Linked DNA regions of Sus scrofa: region 1 is linked to region 2. A link is a contact called in public promoter capture Hi-C data. All regions are on one chromosome and are shown on one strand. Each heading gives the region's core, a stretch centred on a gene start, on an enhancer-like site or on the middle of the called end of the contact. The rest is flanking DNA. Distances are from core to core; before and after follow the strand shown.

Evidence for each region. Promoter capture Hi-C pulls out the DNA fragments that hold promoters and counts their contacts.
Region 1: a contact with region 2 is called in a promoter capture Hi-C map of liver, with 2.4 times the contacts expected there. The contact joins the promoter of RPS21 here to the promoter of ADRM1 in region 2. A contact is called at or near these places in 2 of 5 promoter capture datasets (fetal liver and liver), 2 of 47 Hi-C or Micro-C datasets (heart right ventricle and liver) and 2 of 2 datasets of contacts at active chromatin or transcription factors (alveolar macrophages and skeletal muscle).

The regions. Positions count from the first base shown.
Region 1 is chr17:61,761,879-61,765,230 of Sscrofa11.1, reverse strand. RPS21 (ribosomal protein S21) reads right to left here and starts at 1,625. Exons shown (of 6, transcript NM_001097480.2): 1 at 1,598-1,625; 2 at 1,320-1,382; 3 at 1,173-1,236; 4 at 965-1,036; 5 at 556-611; 6 at 408-472. The coding sequence starts at 1,369. The coding sequence ends at 463. It overlaps CABLES2 (CDK5 and ABL1 enzyme substrate 2), which reads left to right. Exons shown (of 10, transcript XM_001924509.4): 10 at 1-298.
Region 2 is chr17:61,691,596-61,694,583 of Sscrofa11.1, reverse strand. It overlaps ADRM1 (proteasomal ubiquitin receptor ADRM1), which reads right to left and starts at 1,661. Exons shown (of 10, transcript XM_021078220.1): 1 at 1,546-1,661; 2 at 593-806. The coding sequence starts at 805.

The sequences.
Region 1 (3,352 bases), core at 376-2,875, 71 kb before region 2:
CAAACCCATCTGTAACCTTCCCCTTTGTGTGCTGCACCCTTTTTAATGATGTCAGGAGCTGCCACTGTGTGGTACTCCAGTGAAGCCAGTATTTAAGGCATTTAACTTCAGCCTAAACTGTCCCCCCCCCGAACCTGCTCAGACATGAGTCCAAGGGCCTTGTGCCGCCCCCTCAGCACCGGGCAGGTGTTGTGGATTTAAATGTGTGCTTAGTGGTCATCTGACCTAAGTCATGTGTCATGGATCTGTTAGCAAAGTCATGTACTTGTGCTTTTAAGTAAAATCTGGTTTTGCAGTATGCTTTTCAGGTGACAGGCCCCTTCCACTCACAGCAGATACCCCAGCCCCGACCCTCAGAGCCCAGAGGAGAGACCACCATCCCTCCCAAGCAGACAGTGAAACAACAGACGGACTTGCACTATTTATTTATGACAAACATTCCACATGTGTGAGCCTCGCCAGTCAGAAGTTCCTAGAAAAGGAAGAAAGATATGAAAATCTGGCTTCTGAAGAAGCCCCCCCCCCAGCCCTCTGTCCACACGCCGACCCTCTTACTTTGAGACAATGCCGTCGGCCTTGGCCAGCCGGAGAATGGAGTCGTCTGACTCTCCCTGGCAAGAAAAGCACCCTGAGACCACTGCCCAGAGGTCCAGCCACACCCCGGCCCAGCCGGACCACAGGAGGCACAGCAGCAGTGGGCAGACACTTGGCAGTGCAGGAGAGGCCCTGGGGATCTGAGGTCAAGGCCCATCTGTGTCTCTTATCAGGATGGCCCTTTCTTGGGACCCCCAAGCACCCCTCTTCCACCCCCCTCCCTCCCCCCGGGAAGGGGCTGGCAGCAGCACAGTCCAGTCCAACAGGCTCTGGCCCGTTCTGTCAACACATCTGCTCAGACCTGAGGACACGCAGGGAGAGACCATTTCCCTGCTCAAAAGGCCAGTGAAAGAGACCAGGGGACACTCACCATCCTGCGAATGGCACCACAGATGGCGTAGGTTTTAAACTGGCCGTTGAACCTGCCTGTCACCTTGTCAACCTGTAAGTCAGGAAGGGGGGTCACGAAGAGGCGCACCCGAACGCCTTTAGCTCCAAGCCCGGGGTTCAGAAGTCAACACGCAGACCAGTCCGGCAGACCTTGCGCCCTCCCCGGCGCAGAGATCCTCCCGACTCACCTCGGCCACGTTCATCTGGATGGACGCGTGGTCCTTGGCGCCGATGATGCGGTTGCTGGCGGAGCTGCGGGGGGCGGGAGGGCAGTGAGCGGGGAGGGGCTCGCTGGGAGCGGTTGGGGGGATTACGGGGCGGTGGGGAGCGCTCACCATTTTCGAGGCACGTATAGGTCCACGAACTCGCCCGCGTCGTTCTGCATGTTGAAGGCACGCCTGCGGGACCCCAAGCGGTGCCGTAAGGAAAGGGCCGCGCGCCCCTTCCCACCCACCCGATCCCCGCGCCATGCCCTTTTCCAGGCCCGACTCCGGTAGCCGCGCGGTCCCCCGGGCCAGGCCCCGACCCCCCCCGCCGTGCCCCCGGCCCGACTCGAACCCCGATCCCCGCGCGGTCCCCCTGCCCAGGCCCCGAGCCCAGCCGCGCGGCCCACCTTGTGTCACCACGATGAGCGCGAGCGCAGAAAGGAAGGGCCGGTTCCCCCGGCAGCACTACTGGCGGACGGGGGCGGGGCCTCGCGAGTACTTCCGGTTCTCCCGCGCTGCCTCGAGTCTGCGCGGAGAGCGGTGCGGGCCGGGCCGACGCACTTCCGCTTCCGGTGGGCGGGAGCCACCGGGCGTCTGCGCTGCGGTCTCGGCCCCCCTGCGGCTCCTGGCCGTCTCGGCTGCGCCCCCAGGCTGGTTGGCGTGCGGGGCTGGCGGCCGGCGCGGGAGTGCTGGGACGGACCGCGCTCGTCTGAACGTGAGAGGTGTAGACCGTGCCGGGGACTCACCCCGGGAAACTAGCCAGGCAACGCGGAGATGGACGCAGGAGGGGCGTCGTGGGTTATAAGAGCAAAGGGTGCGGCGAGCCCCTGCGGTCCTGAGGGAGGCCGGGAGCAGCGGCGGGGCTGCGGCGGGGGACACCCTGGATTAGAAGCCAACCCCTCGGGAAACCAGGACCAAGCTGCGAAGGCGCTTGGCCAAGCCCAGTGGCAGAGCCCCCACAGCCCTTGCCCTGCACCATCGGGCCCCTCCCCAGGACTCTCCCCCACCGCATCACCCCCGCTACACCTCCATGGAGCAGTACTGACGGAGAGGCCCATTCCTGCGGCCAGGAATTTGTTAGTGAAGAAAACGGGAAACTCCTAGAGTGCAGAATTAGTGTCCCAGAGCCCCCTGCCCACATTCCTGGGAGTGTGTGCGCGGCAGCCTGTCCCTTTGGGACTTCATCTCCGATGAAACGGAAGGCCCCTCCCGGATGGACCCCAGGCCACACACGTCTTGTCTCCCGCTGCTGCCACCCTCCCATCCTCCAAGTCTGGTCTCCCCCATCACTTCCGCACCTGAGTCTCGGCTCGCCCAGGTGGGGGCTCTCCCAGGGCGGGCTCTGCTCACCGAGTGGGACTGCACATAGTAGGTGTACGAAGCCAGTGAACGTGCACACGATCCCTATCAGCCTGGCCCCACAGGGCCTTGTCTGAATCATGGCCAACTTCCGTGGAGCTCTGGGCCTGGCGGGGACTGAGGCCACAAGTTCCTTCATACCTGTGTTTGGGTGGGCAGCGTGTCTGCTGTTGCTTCCATGGGACTCCAGCGGCTGGGTATCAGGCGTGAGGTCACCAAGGCCAGCACCTTGTAGAAGGGTCACTCAGTGTCTGTGCCAGCCCCGAGAGAGAGAAAGAGAGAGAGAGGTGTGCTTTGTCCAGGCCCCCCAGCACATGCACAGGTATTACATGTTTATGTTTGTGGCAGGGGTCTGCACAGCTGGCCTACCTGTCCAGCTAGGCCTGGTCTTCAAGAGATTCTGTAGGAGTTACTGCTGTGGCACAGTGGGTTAGGAGTCGACTGCAGTGGCTCAGGTCACCCCCAGCCTATTGCAGTGGGTTAAAGGAGCCGGCCTTGCCGCAGCCGTGGCATAGATTTCAATCCCTAGCCCAGGAACTTCCACATGCTGCAGCATGCAGCCATACCATTTTCTAAAAATAAATTTTAAAAAAGATTTATCTCTAACTGGAAGGTAAGAGACAGAGTAGCAGGAGAGTGGCAGAGAGGGGCCTGCCAGAGTCTTAGCCCCGAAATAAACCCTCGTGTATACAGTCAAGTGATTTCTGATGAGAGTGCCAGGACCATTTAAGAGAGAAAGGGGAGTTCCTGTCGTGGCACAGCGGAAATGGATCCGACTAGGAACCGTGAGGTGGCCGGTTCTA
Region 2 (2,988 bases), core at 412-2,911:
AACACGCTGGGTCCCGTGTTGAGTGTGGGGGCGTGGGGAGAGGACACGGAGACCACGGGGTCTCTGGGGGGCAGAGGCACCACACGGCGGGCACGAGGGCCAGGAGGGGCTTGGTACTAAACAGAGAAGGGGGGCTTCTGACTCTCGACGGATTTTCAATAGAGACACTTGGGGAAGCAACATTCCAAGATGAGTCAAAAGGCAACTGTGACCTGCTCTCGAACCTAACAAGAAATGATTTGGTCTGAAGAACAAAGAACACCAAATAAAATGACCGCTCGAGAACGCTGTCGAGGATGCGGTAAGTTCAGGACTTTTATACAGTTTCTCCAATTCAAAGCACCTAATTAATCTTCAAGTTTAAAGGACACACAGGCAACGGGAGAATCTATAGACCCCCCGAGGCTAGAACGACCCACAAGCAAAAGAAAATATCTGATAAGGGCACCAGGCCAGGGGCTCCGGGCCTCCCAAGACCTGCCAAAACGGAAACGGCCGCTGTGCCCCTGGGGCACCGGTCCTTCTGTGAAAATCGCCCCGCGCTGACAACCAGGCGGGGGTCGAGATGAGATGGAGGCCACCAGACACTTACGTCTTCCACGTTCCCAGATGTCCTGTCTTTCCAGCAAAAGTGAATGAGGGAGTCATCTGTCTGTTGAATGTACACGAGGCCTTTCCGTTTATCTGGGGTGACAGTAGTTCCTTTTAATGACATCTTTCCTGCCCGAAACTCCACCAAATACTTGTTGGAGGACCCGCGGGAGCCTGGCACCAGGCTTGGAAACAGAGCGCCTGAAGTCGTCATCCTGAAACCGGACCAGCAAGCGGACCCAGTCACTGCCACGGAAACCCTAACTTCCTCCTCAAATGTTCGCTGGCGGCGGAGTGAAAGCCCCTCTCTCTGAACCGCGGGCTGCCACTGTGCTGGGAGCAGGCGGCAGGCCCAAGCCGCCCAGCACCCGCCGCCAAACTCCTCCCGGGTGGACCTGGGCCCGCAGTACCTGAGCCCAGGGAGCCAGGTTCCCTGCTGCTTCTCGTGTTTCTAAGAGAAGGAAATTTACCCCCGCACCTGAACTGCATCACCGCTGCGGACCCTCGTCACCACCACTCTCCGTACTTTTTAAATCTGCAGCTCCGAAGGGTTTAAAACCGTGAGCTGGGCAGACAACCGCTAACACACTGGATAGGAGACAAGGCTGTGGCCTAAAACCGAGTTTCTGCGCGATACGGGCAGGCTCGCTGCCTTAGAAAAAACCCGAGCACCCGGGAGAAGCGCAGCAAGCCCCGCGGCGGCGCTGCATCCTCTGCGGGGTGACCTGGCCATCCCCGCCCGCAGACCCCGCCGCCCGACGCCCTCGGCTGCGCTGCGCGGCGGGCGGGGCGGCGGCTGGGCTGGCCCGGGAGCCGGGCCCCAGAACCCCGGCCCGCGCCGGCCCCTTGCCCCTCAGGCCTCCGCCCCCCGGGCGCCCGCCCGCAGCCGCCGACGGCGCAGACCCCGCCCCCTGCCGCCCCCGTAACCGTCCCCGCCCCCGGCGCCCCCTGTACCTGGTCCGCGCCGAGAGTCGGCCGAGAGGCGCTGTCCGGGATCGCTCTTCCTCCTCGGCGCCTGCCGGGCCCCGCCGGAAGTCCCGCTCGCCCCGCCCCCCCGCCGCTCTCGCCGCCGATTGGGCCCCGTCAGGAGAGGGGCGGGCACTGGCCCGCGGGCGATTGGCCAGAGCGGCCGCCCATTACCCGGCCAGGCCCGCCCCCCCGCCTGCGGCTCCTTCCGGCGGAAGCGCGGGCCGGCGGCGCGCGGGCCAGAGCGGCCCCTATTGTTGCTGTGTCATAGGGGCGCGGCGGCGGCCCCTGGCGGCGGCGCCTGGAACGGCGAGGCGGGCGCGGGCCGGGCGGTGGGCGCTGGCCCCGGGACCGCCGGGCCGCGCCGGGCCGAGCCCCTGCGGGACGCTGGAGGCTCTCTCAGTTTCGCTGTCAGTGCGAGACACCGGGTCCCGAGACGAAGGAGAAGTCGCTAGCTCAAGGGAGAGGATGGCCTAGGACGCGGGGGCCGGGGGCCGGGCGCGAGGGTTTCACATTCCGGGGGCAAGGTGGCAAACTACAGCCCCGAACCCCGTTCCATGGCCTCCACCCATCCTCCTCGATTACAGTGACGACCCGGCTGCCCCCCATCGCCCCCGTACCCCAACAGCAGTGATGGCACAGTCCTCCCCATCCCCCCCAGCACCCCAGACAGCAGCGTTGGCACGGCTGCCCCCTCCCCCTCGTCTGCGGGTGCAGCGTTTCCAGAGGCTGGTGGGCAGTCAGGATGGAGGGAAGGCCAGACTAGATAAACGGAAGGCGCTGCCCTCCCACTACTTTTATTTCCGCTTCATTTACACCCAGTCCTGCAGAGAAATGGAAAAGCGGCCCACGTGCTAGGTGCCCCCAGCCGCACACCCCACCAGCGCCGCCTGCCTCCCGGCGCCAAAGGCAGGGCCGTCCTGAACTGTGTGCCCACTTTCCTGTGTGCTGGGTGATTTTCTCTCTATGTGTATGGAAAACTTGTTTTTAAGCTTTTCATAAAAGGTATAAAGGTGAAAAGTATTCTTTCACTCAATGTTTTTAAGATTTATCCACCTTGACACCTGTGGCTCTAACCCATTCATTTTAACTCCTGTACCCTCTTCTGGTGAGTTCCATACCCCTTGCTTTGTGATCTAAAGAGTCACTAATTTTTTTCTTTGTTTTGGAAAATATGACTGTTTTTCATTTTAAAATTTTATTTGTGATAATAAATGCCTTTGTTATTTTTAAATTAGTTAATATTTATTTTTAATTTATAATAATGGTAAATATCCATAGATTAAAAACCCATATAGACAAAAGCTCTGTGGGGTCCTGGATAATTTTTGAGACTCTCAAGGGTTCCAGAGGTGGGCGGGGGGAACAGCCAACTTGAGGCAATGCTTATGGGAGTTCCCTGGCGGCTCAATGGGTTAAGGATCCGTCATT